Regions from separate parts of the Oryctolagus cuniculus genome. Here region 2 is linked to region 1. A link is a contact called in public Micro-C data. All regions are on one chromosome and are shown on one strand. Each heading gives the region's core, a stretch centred on a gene start, on an enhancer-like site or on the middle of the called end of the contact. The rest is flanking DNA. Distances are from core to core; before and after follow the strand shown. Region 1 holds the start of FAM8A1 (family with sequence similarity 8 member A1). Region 2 holds the start of NHLRC1 (NHL repeat containing E3 ubiquitin protein ligase 1).

What was found. A called contact is a pair of places that touch in the nucleus more often than the background predicts.
Region 2: a Micro-C map of ear pinna shows a contact between it and region 1, with 4 times the contacts expected there. The contact joins the promoter of NHLRC1 here to the promoter of FAM8A1 in region 1. A contact is called at or near these places in 5 of 6 Hi-C or Micro-C datasets (ear pinna, embryonic fibroblasts, psoas muscle and 2 more).

What each region holds. Positions count from the first base shown.
Region 1 is chr5:144,839,354-144,844,717 of mOryCun1.1, forward strand. FAM8A1 (family with sequence similarity 8 member A1) reads left to right here and starts at 2,832. Exons shown (of 5, transcript XM_002720864.5): 1 at 2,832-3,664; 2 at 4,666-4,786. The coding sequence starts at 2,950.
Region 2 is chr5:145,322,187-145,327,550 of mOryCun1.1, forward strand. It overlaps NHLRC1 (NHL repeat containing E3 ubiquitin protein ligase 1), which reads right to left and starts at 2,972. Exons shown (of 1, transcript XM_051832580.2): 1 at 1-2,972. The coding sequence starts at 2,913. The coding sequence ends at 1,744. The region is part of intron 1 of KDM1B (lysine demethylase 1B); the gene reads left to right.

The sequences.
Region 1 (5,364 bases), core at 1,582-4,081:
TTTCTGTGAACTTTGCTCAGGTTGCAGCCTTTCCCTGCAATCACAGTCCCTCCTGTGTCTCCATCACGAATGTTGCTAAGACTTAGCTCATGACCACCTCCAGTGTGTCACCTCAAAGCTGTTCCCTAGTCTCAGGCCTGTCTCCTAACAGATGGATGGACCCCTGTGGTGGAATGAGGTGAAAAGGTCCTATCAAGATGGCCGCTGACAACAGAAACTGCCTGGCAACAGGCCGTGATTGGATGGCTTTGGAAACTGACAACAGGCTGTGATTAGTTGGGGCATAGACTGCCCCTTGACCGGATTGGCTGGTCTTGACTATATAAGCTGTTGTACTAACTGAAATAAACCAGTCTGTGGGCTGCTTGCCTCCAGCCCACTTTCACCCGACTCCTGGGGTCTGTGTGGTGACTCCATGCCTCTTGCCCCCACCATGCTCCTCCTCTCAGAAACAAATGCACCGCAACATTGTTGAGAAATCAACTGCAACAGACCACTCCCTCCTTGGGGTTCACACTTTACCAGACACTTACTCACCGCCAAGCTCCCCCATCCGTTCTGTGAGCTTCTCAACTACAAAGACTACATCTCACTCGCCTTTGTATCCCCATCATCTAGCATAGCAACCAGCGCAGACAGTGCTCAGTAAATGAGGAAAGAAATGGAGTTGTGGCTAGAGGGAGGTGGAGAGGTCTACTCTCTTGAGGTGCTCACGGGGAGCAACCACCAACACTCTTGGGTTAGAACCAGTGAAAGCCATCTAGGGATGCAGCGAGAGTGACTCTCAGCCTTAGGTGCACAAATTGCCTGGGGGAGTACAGATGCTCAACTCACAATGGGGTTATGTTCCCAAGAAGACCACCGTAAGTTGAATGTCATAAACAGAAAAAGCATTGTGTGCACCAGACCTCCTGTACATCCTGGCTCAGCAACAGAGCACTGCAGTGGTTTTCCTTGATAACTATGGGGCTAACTAGCAGCTGCCCAGCATCTCCTGGGTTGGACCACCCAGTGGTAGCCAGGGAAAGATCCAAGTTCAACAACTATGTTTTCCAATATGGTTTCTATTGAATGCAGATCACATAAGGAATGCTTTCAGGAGCAATGCTGATGGTACCGCTTGATCAACTCAGACCTAAGAGAGTTTCAAGATTTTATTTTTATTTATTTGAGAGGTAGATTTACAGAGAGACAGAGGCAGAGAGAAAGAGAGGCCTCCCACCTACTGGTTCACTTTCCAAATGGCCCCAACAGCCAGAGCTGGGCCAATCTGAAGCCAGGAGCTTCTTCGGGTCTCCCACGTGGGTGCAGGTGCCCGAGGACTTGAGCTATCCTCTATTGCTTTCCCAGGCCACAGAATAGAGCTGGATTGGAAGTGGAACAGCTGGGACTTGAACCAGAGCCCCTATGGGAAGCCAGCACTGCAGGCAGCAGCTTTACCTGCCAAGCCACAGCGCTGGCCCCACGATCTTATTTTAAAGGCAGAGTTTAGAGAAAAAGTGTGAGATCTTCCATCTGCTGGTTCGCTCCCCAAATAGCTACAACAGCCTGAAGCCAGGAGCCAGGAGGTTCTTCTAGGTTTCCCACAAGGGTGCTGGCACCCCCAGGTGCATCAGCAAGGAGCTGGATGGGAAGTGGAGCAGTTAGGCCTTGAACCTGGGCCTTAAGGGATGCAGGCATCACAGGTGGTGGCTTCACCTGCTAAGCCACAACGCCAGCCCAATACTCAGTCTTAATAGTTTTTCAAGTGTTGTGTCCAAGTCTCTATCCAGCTCATTAGCTTCTTAGACGTTAAGCCTTTTAGATGCCCCTGAGCAGTCAAAAATTATTCTGGGCATCATCAGTAAATACTCCATGGGCTCTTGGCCCCTGTTGGCCCTGATTCTGGCCAAAGTTATACTACTACGACTGAGGGAACTAATCCAGTTAAGGACATGGGAAAGCATATTAAAATACTAGTCTGTGGGAACAGCGCTGTGGCGTAGCAGGTAAAGCCACTGCCTGCAGTGCCAGCATCCCATATGGGCTCGGGTTCGAGACCTGGCTGCTCCATTTCCCATCCAACTCTCTGCTATGGCCTGGGAAACAGAAGATGGCCCAAGCCCTTGGGCCCCTGCACCCACGTGGGAGACACGAAAGAAGCTGCTGGGTCCTGGCTTCGGATTGGTGCAGCTCTGGCCATTGCAGCCAGGTGGGAAGTGGACCATCGGATGAAAGACCTCTCTCTCTCTGCCTCTCCTTCTCTGTAACTGATTTTCAATAAATAAATCTTTTTTAAAAGGCTCCCAAACCCTGGATATAATCAGGGGTTCTTTCCCCAACAGGAAAACAGGCTTAAGGAAAGGTTCCGCTCTGCGGCAGCGGGAAAGTTTTTATGGACACAGGCTCGCTAGCTCCAGCATCAGGACCAAGACCAGCTTCTAAATCAGCAATCTCTCTTCCCGTCGCATCCCAAAACAAGTCCCAGTTCAGTTTGGCTGTCGATGTGTTTCTCCCAAGTGCACAGACATTCTCGAGCACAAATGGCGAACCACGCTCTCGGCTCGGCGAGGGCAATGGCGGCGCTGGCCCCGGGCCCGTCCCGGAAATCCCCCTCCATCCAGCCGAAGTTTCTCACGGGACATCCGGCGCCAACCCCCCGGGATTCTCTAGAGAGGCCTCAGGCCTTAGACATCACTCGATTAACCATAAAGAGGCGTGGGGAGCCGGACTGCCGACGGGACAGGAACCCAAAAACCCCACACCAGACACAACAGCCCAACCTCCCGGCCTCCGGCGGCCCCGCGCAGCGATCAGCGACGCCCCCCGAGGGGCGGGGTTTCCGCTTCCGGTGGCGGATTGTTGACGCCTGCGGCTGCTGCGGTGGCGAAAGGGCCGTTGGGGAGGGGCCTCTGAGGGGAGGGAGACGGCGCAGTGACAGGTACCGCGAAGGGTGCTGCCGAGGCGACGATGGCAGAAGGGCCCGAGGAAGCCCGAGGTCGCCCTCCCGGGCAGGACGATGGCGGAGGGGACCACGCGCCTGTCCCTTCCCTGAGAGGCCCTCCCGCAGCCGCCGGCCCTTGTCCCCGAGACGCGGCGCCAGTCGAACCCCAGGCCCCGGGCCGGCCGCCAGCCCCGGCCCTCGCGCCCGCCTCCGCCGCTGCCCCGGAGGAGTCGGAGCCGCAGCGGGAGCTCAGGAGGCGAAGAGAGGCGGCCCCGAGCTCCGGCGCGGGGCTGCAGGAGCCGGCGGGCTGCGAGGCGGCCGAGGCCGAGGCGCTGCGGGAGAAGCCGGCGCGGCTGAGCGCCCGCGAGTACTCGCGGCAGGTGCACGAGTGGCTGTGGCAGTCCTACTGCGGCTACCTCACCTGGCACAGCGGCCTGGCCGCCTTCCCCGCCTACTGCAGCCCCCCGCCGCCCGCTCCCAGCTACGCTACGGCCGCCGCCGCCCCCCAGGCCGCGGCGCCGCCGCCCCCGCAGCTGGCCTATTACAACCCCTTTTACTTCCCGAGCGCCGGCGCCGCGGGAGCGGAGGCGGGGGCGGCTGCGGGCATCAGCACCCCGGCCCCGGTGGCGGGCCTGGGGCCGCGGGCTCCTCACGTGCAGGGCTCGGTCCGGGCCGCTCCAGCGACTCGTGCGGGATCCGCCGCGCCTTCGCGCGCCGCCAGCGAGAGCGGGCGGCAGGCAGGTGAGCAGCGCGAGGCGCGGGGGGTATCCCGAGGGGGTCTTCGGGGAGGCTGCCTGCAGGGTTTGCGCCCCCGTGGGGACGGCCGCGGCTCCCGGGAGTGTGCCCGGGCCTTACACCCCAGTGCCGTCCACCTTGAGAGCAGATCGAGGGCCTCGCGCCCGGGTCGATTCCCACGGGGAGGAATCTGCCCTGGAGAGCGAGGTGGAGAGTTAGACCCACTTGTGCAGAGACTTGACTGGCAATGCTGGAGTGCGCTGCCTAGGGGCTGTGGGCCTGACCGATCCGGAGGATTTACATGAATGCAAATGGAGTTCCCAAGTGTTGGCTGGCCCCTGCTTACTGCTTTCGGAGCCTCCTTGTTAACTTCTGCTTGGGAACTAGAAATGGCTTTAGTTAGCTACGCTTGTTAGAGTTTGTATTCAGCCACCGATATGTGGACCGAGAACCAGTTGGTGCCTGTATATGAGCCTGAATCAGAATTGAGGATGACAGGTTGATGACCCGCGGATTTATTTTCTAGAAAGTAAAACAATGACTGAGGGGAGGGAAATGTGAGATACCGGGATTTACTCTACACAGTATTTATTTATGCTGTACTTTATACCGTGGGTGTTTATACTATAGTTTACTCGAGTTTTACCTTTTTCTCTTAAAGTTTAATTGAGTGTCGCCTAGGTGTGATCACCTGGATTCTCCTAATTTGAGTCCTGCTGAAATGTTTTGGGTACTTGAATCAAACACAGCTGTGAAATCAATCTTTGAACATTAGAGTGATGAAAATAAATTTTAAGCAGTTTATTAAACACAGTGCAGTGGTATCGCTGTATTTTAGTAATACATACTCTTGTTGGGATCAGTATGACTAACTGATGCAAGGTTGTGAATATTCATAATTACTAGGTTGTACCTTGACTTTGCTTTCTCCATTCTTACTTGCCTTGTGCACTAAAGCCTTTGTGAAATGATCATTTTTTCATAATTTTCTTTTTTTTAACTTACAGGCAGGGAGTATGTTATTCCATCCTTGGCCCACAGATTTATGGCGGAGATGGTGGATTTCTTTATTCTGTTCTTTATAAAAGCAACCATTGTCTTAAGCATTATGCACCTCAGTGGAATAAAGTAAGTTAAGCACCTTTGTAGAAGAGTTTGAATTTCTACTGTTTAGAAATTATTGAGTTCTCTTCATGCCTGCAAGTGACTATAAGGATAATGTCATGATTTCTTTCTAAAAGCTCTGTCGGATTTATTTCCTACTGGACCTAAGAAATAACTACAAAGGAGAAAAAAACTCCTCATACATTCTGTAAGATCTGTGAGAATTTCACCCATCAAAAGTAGGTAAAATGATCCTCCAATCCTGGTTTGTTTTCATTCAACTATTCTTGGGCCAGGAAGCAATTTCTCTCTTATTATTCTGTAGAGAGAGTCTCTAACGACAGAAATATAAAGAGCTTTTGGTGGGTGAACTCCTAATTATCAACTAGATGTATTTCCAAATGGCATTGCTTACCATGAGCCCAGTCCCAAGAGAACTGCAAAGTGAGACATTTATTTGAATAACCCTCTCCTGAGATTAAAATAATCATAACAGCAGTTCTCATTTGCTAAGCACTTTCTGTATGCTAGGCACTTAGCTCGCGTCTTTATATGGCGTCTTATTTCATCTTAGTACCACTATGAGGTAGAGGCTAATACCT
Region 2 (5,364 bases), core at 1,722-4,221, 480 kb after region 1:
CTGGGACTCAACCGGTGTCCACATGGGATGCCAGCATAGCAGGCAGTTGCTTAACTTGTTAAAACCACAACACAGGCCCTTTCATTTATTTTCTATGTAGGTTGGTTGAAGCCATGGACGTGGAACCCACCCCTAGGTATGGAGGGCCAACTAACTAGTTACAGATGCTGTCATTGCTAATTCCAAAGAGAATATCTCTTGAACTGACTCAACTGACCCTGAGACTCTGTAATATCAGTGTTCCTAAGGAAAATGTTTTAAGATCAATTCTTGGTTGTCCTATCAAATCTGAACTTACATCTCCAGCTTTTCCTCAGAGTATCTGTGATGCCATCAACCTAAGGGTAACTTCACAGGGGTGTGTGTAGGATTGATCTGCCCCTGAAACTCCTCCTTGGAATACATTCACAAACGGTGGGCCAACGTGGCTGACGTCTTACCATTAGTAATACATGACAGGAACACTGAAGGCAAAATGGGCTTTTGGGACTGGCATGGGAGCATGCTCTCACTTTTAGCTCCAAAAGACAGAATTACAATCTTTGGAACATACATGACTCATAATTTGGAAACTGTCTCTAGCATGTACATAGCTATTAAAACTCCGTATAAACGGAATATTGCTTTGTTGAGAATCATCAGCTTTCACCTAGAGCAAACTCTCACTGAGAAATGATTCCCTCCCTGAGAAACCACTTCTGCTGCTGTTGAGGTGCTGGTTCTTTGCTACTATTCGTCTAGCCCTAAACTCTAAGATGTTTGCGCTAGCTAAAAACACACACCCTAGAAAGAACCCGCCTCTTCCCTTGCAATTTCCACCCATTCATTTACTCAGTCTCAACATTAAGCTGGTATTAGCTTGGTCAAGGCTACACTTCAACTGAAGAAGTATTTAAGTGTTTACCAGGGGCCTAAAAGGATTAGGGGAACTGTTCATTGAGTACACAATGTTTGCAAGGCAGAGATGAAATTTAAATTGCACAGAGAAAAGCCCCCATTGCAACGTGCTTCCGATGCCCACTGATGATAAAATGGCCAGCAAATCACTTCTGCCATGAACCTATCGTGGTGAACGAGAGAACGGGAGTTTCGGCCCACCCTCTGGCACTGTCTCCACCAACACAAGCCTTTCTCAACCAGACAACAGTGCGTTTCCTGAGTGCCTACAGGGGAGAGACAGGCACTAAAAGACACGGTCTGCTGTTTTTCCTGCTCACATACCTCTATTCCGTCAGAGGGACTGCAAGTTGACACGCTGATGCCCATCACAAAATCCTTTTTCTCCTGAACTCTACAAAGTCTCCTTTCTTTGTGCATCTAACTACTTAGCTACTTGTAGAGCAAACACGCTTAGCAACCATATCTACTCACATCTATTATTTAAGAGCAAGGGGTTTTGAAACCAGGATTGAGGCCAAACTCTGACTGTCCCCTAGGTAACTGTGACCTTGGGGAAGTCATTTAAGCTCTCTGGGTCTCAGTTTTCTCATCTCTGAGATAGGATGAGTTTTAGACATTACCTCACCGGGCATCCCGGATTAAATGATCCAATAGTCACAAATTTCTCAGCACTGGGGAGTAAGCATTCAATAAATGGTAGATTTAATTACTCCTTATAATTGCCCCCAACTTTTCTGAGCCTGCCAGGCAGTTACAATTTTCCCTGCGTGCCTGGATGAGAAGAGGGGACTTATGCAGGGTTAGGCAGATCACTCGCGGCAGCTCCGGGATCCCGACACCCCCTCAGCCCCAGTCAGCTTTATAAACGTTGACAGAGTGGGATGCAGAGTCCAGCACGAGAAGCGAATTCTCCTTGGTGAAGGCCAGCGCCACGGGGTGGCCAAGCCCGTGACTGATCATGGGCTTCACGACTGGGAACTCCTCGGGTTTTCCTAGGCACAGGACAGCGGGACCAGAGGTCTCTGTGACGACCACATTCCCCTGGTGATCAAAGGTCACGGCCGAGGCGACTATCCGGGGAGGGTGGAAGAGGCTCAGCCCAAAGGTGTCCACCTGGCTGAGGAGCTGCATCCTGGAACTGAACACCTTCACCCTGGCGCTGCCGGCCAGCCGCTCCAGCACGGCCACGGCCCCGGTGAGCCAGGACACGGCCACCCCGCGAGGGCTGCACAGAGACGCCTGCAAGAGCTGCGATCCGCGGAGGAGCCCCTCGGCAAAGTCGATTTGCAGGAGGTGCAGGGACCCTGCCTCGGCGTCAGTGACCAGGACGCCGTTCTGCGGGGTGGTCTCCACGCCCCAGGGCAAGGAGAACTGGCCCCCGAGCACCAGCTTGATCTGGCCAAAAAAGTCGAACACTTTGATGGCGCGGTCGCCGGCGTCGGTGACAACCACGTAGCAGTCGTTGGTGACGGTGACATCCAAGGGGTACTTGACATCCTGGGCAGCGTCCCCTTTCTCCCCAAACTGATGCGCGCACCCTCCCGCGGAGTCAAAGATCTTGACCCGCCTCTTGCCGTCGTGCACTACCACGACCCGCCCCGTCTTGGGGCACAGCGCCAGCCCGGTGGGGTTGACCAGCGTCCCCCAGCCCCCGAAGGCTTGGTGGCAGCTGAGGGCCCCTGGCGCACTGGGGCCGGCGCGCTGGGCAGCTGGCGACGGGCGCAGCGCGGAGCCCAGCAGCTCCAGCAAGTGCAGCACCGGCAGGCAGTCGCTCGTGTCGCAGCCGCGGCAGGCTCGCCGGCAGAAGGGGCACTCGAGGGCCAGCGTCCGCGGGTGCGCCAGCGCGGCCACGCAGGCCAGGCAGACCACGTGGCCACAGGGCAGGTTGCGCGGCCGCCGCTGCTGACGGTGGCCGAACCTCTCAAAGCACACCTTGCACTCCAGCAGGCTGGTCTCGGCTTCGCGCACCAGCTCCCGCAGCGCCGGCCGGGCCTCCGCGGCCTCGGCCCCCATGGCGCGGCTCGACGCGTTCCCGCCGCGCCGGACGCTGTCCCCGCGCCGCCCACGGTCACGACCACGGGGCGGGGCCTCCGCCCTGACGTCGCGCGCGGCGGCGCCGTAGGCCGCGGCCTGCTGCCCCCTGGTGGGCGCTCTCGGCCCTGTTTCCTGACTGCCTGGCCTGGTGCGGCAGGACACACACTGCAGGACGAACGGGCTGCTCCCTATTGCGAAACCTTTAATAAGTGCAAAGCAAAGACCGGCACGCAGGGTTTCAACGCTGGTGCCCAGCAGTGTTTCCAACCCGCGGCTCTGGGTTCTGGGTGCTGGGGCTGGCCGGTCTGAGTCACGTTAGTCTGTCTCTTGTCTGATGAGCATCTCCCTGCTCAAGACGCTTTGTTTTCTGAGTAGGGAAACAGACACACAACAGAAGTTGCCCAGGGGGTGAGGAGGGTCAGACAGGTGTGCATACTCCCTTTGTGTGAGTGTGTGCCTGTGGGTGTGTACTAGGATAATACAACAACCCCACTGGGTGAATGATGTCAGTTGGGAGAACCTCTTCCAGGGGAGTTAATGTGAAACCAGAAAGCTGCTCTCATCAGCGATGCCTGCTGCAGAACTTGTTCCATGCCTGCCCTCCTTGAAGTGGCTTCAGTGGATCATCTTATTTAAATCTCGTCATCATCCTCCGTGATGGAGTCCAGAGACATTAAATATCTTGTCCAGGTTGGCATGGCTAGGAAGTGGCTGGGCTGGAATATGAAGCCAGGTAGTACACAGAACCCACCGTGCATTTCAAACTTGATTGCAAACGGTAGGGGTTTAATTGGTCTGGGTGTAGTCTGGGCAAACATTGGTTTGTAAAAGCTCCTGAAGCTGTTGTGGGCATTTGGGGAAGATTCCCCACCCTCACCACTGCCTTTCAGATAAATAAATTTCCAAATCTCTCTCTCTCTCTCTCTATATATATATATATATATATTCAGGGCACTAAAAATGTAATATTTTGAAAAGTAGTGTGATCTAAAAACTATGAGGCAGTAGATGATGGCTCAAGTTGGCTGAAAATGGGTGTCTGCCTCCCACATGGGAGACCCAGATTGGTTCTTGGCTCCTGGCTTAAGCCTGGCCTGGCCCTGATTATTATGGGCATTTAGAGAGTGAACCAACAGATGGGAGATCTCTGTCTCTTTACTTTTCAAATAAAATGAATAAAAATTTTTTGAAAGTAAAATAAATTATATATATTAAACTGTGAATAGTAAAGAGTAAAAAGATGAAATTGACTTAGCTGAACATTTTACTTAACCCAAATATTATCACTTTAACACATAATCACTATAAAAATATTAAGATATTTTTCCTTTTTGTTGCTCTATACTAAGTAAAGCCCAATGTATATTTGACACAGCACATCCAAGTTCAGAGAAGCCCAATTTCACGTCATCAGTGACCACATGGCTGGTGGCCATGGTGTGGAACAGCACAGATCTGCACCTAGTCCAGGCTGTGACAAAGGTGTTACCTTCTCAAAATGCTCCCCAGGCTGACTTCCTGGGTCCCTGACTTGCTTCTAACTTGTCTCTGCTCCGGCATTGTTTTAAAACTGTCTAAAGTCCTCAATGCATTGCTATTTCTGGCTAAACGTCTATTCTGCAGGGGCCCCAGGAGGGAGGGGCTGAGATCTCCCTCTCTTCAGCCTCTGCTAAGCCTGCCCTCTCCTTCCTGATCCTTTGCTGCCCCCGTGGGGGTATCCGACAGTACTGCAGCACCAGCTTGCGAGCTCCCGGACTCCAGCCCAATCAACAGGAGGTATTGAAGGAAGTTAACCGGAAACAGCTGCCGCAAAATCTGAGCCTGTTCATGGTATTGCCTTACTGCTTGGTTATTAGTGCAGTGGTGCTGTGGCACACACAGAACCCACCCTAATGGTCAACCGTCAAGAATCTAATGGAGGGCGGGCTTTTGGTGCAGTGATTTAGACGTCTTTTGGGACACCCTGCATTCCATGTCCCATGTCGTAGTGCCTGCACTGGAGTCCCTGCTCTGCTTCTGACTTCAACTTCCTGCTAACGAGCACCCTGGGAGGCCAGAGGCACTTGGACAAATACTTAGCTCAAGTGCTTGGGTCTCTAGCACCCATGTGGAAGACCCATACTTGAAATCCTGGCTTCAGTCTGGTCCAGCCCTGGCTGTTGCGAAAAGGGATGGAACATCTCTCTCTGTCTCTTCACCTTTCAAATAGATAAAAATAAGAATTATTCAAAGAATAGCATTTAAAAAAAATGAATCTAGTGGTAAATTTGAAGTAAGGAAATACAACTTGGTGGCATTTGATTGGGAATTGAGATTTTTCTTAATTATGCAAAGCTTCAGAATTAAAACACATTTGAGTCTTCTCCAGTTTGGGATCCACACGTCCTAGCTGAGCCATCCTTGGGATCATTTTCTGCATCATTCACTGCT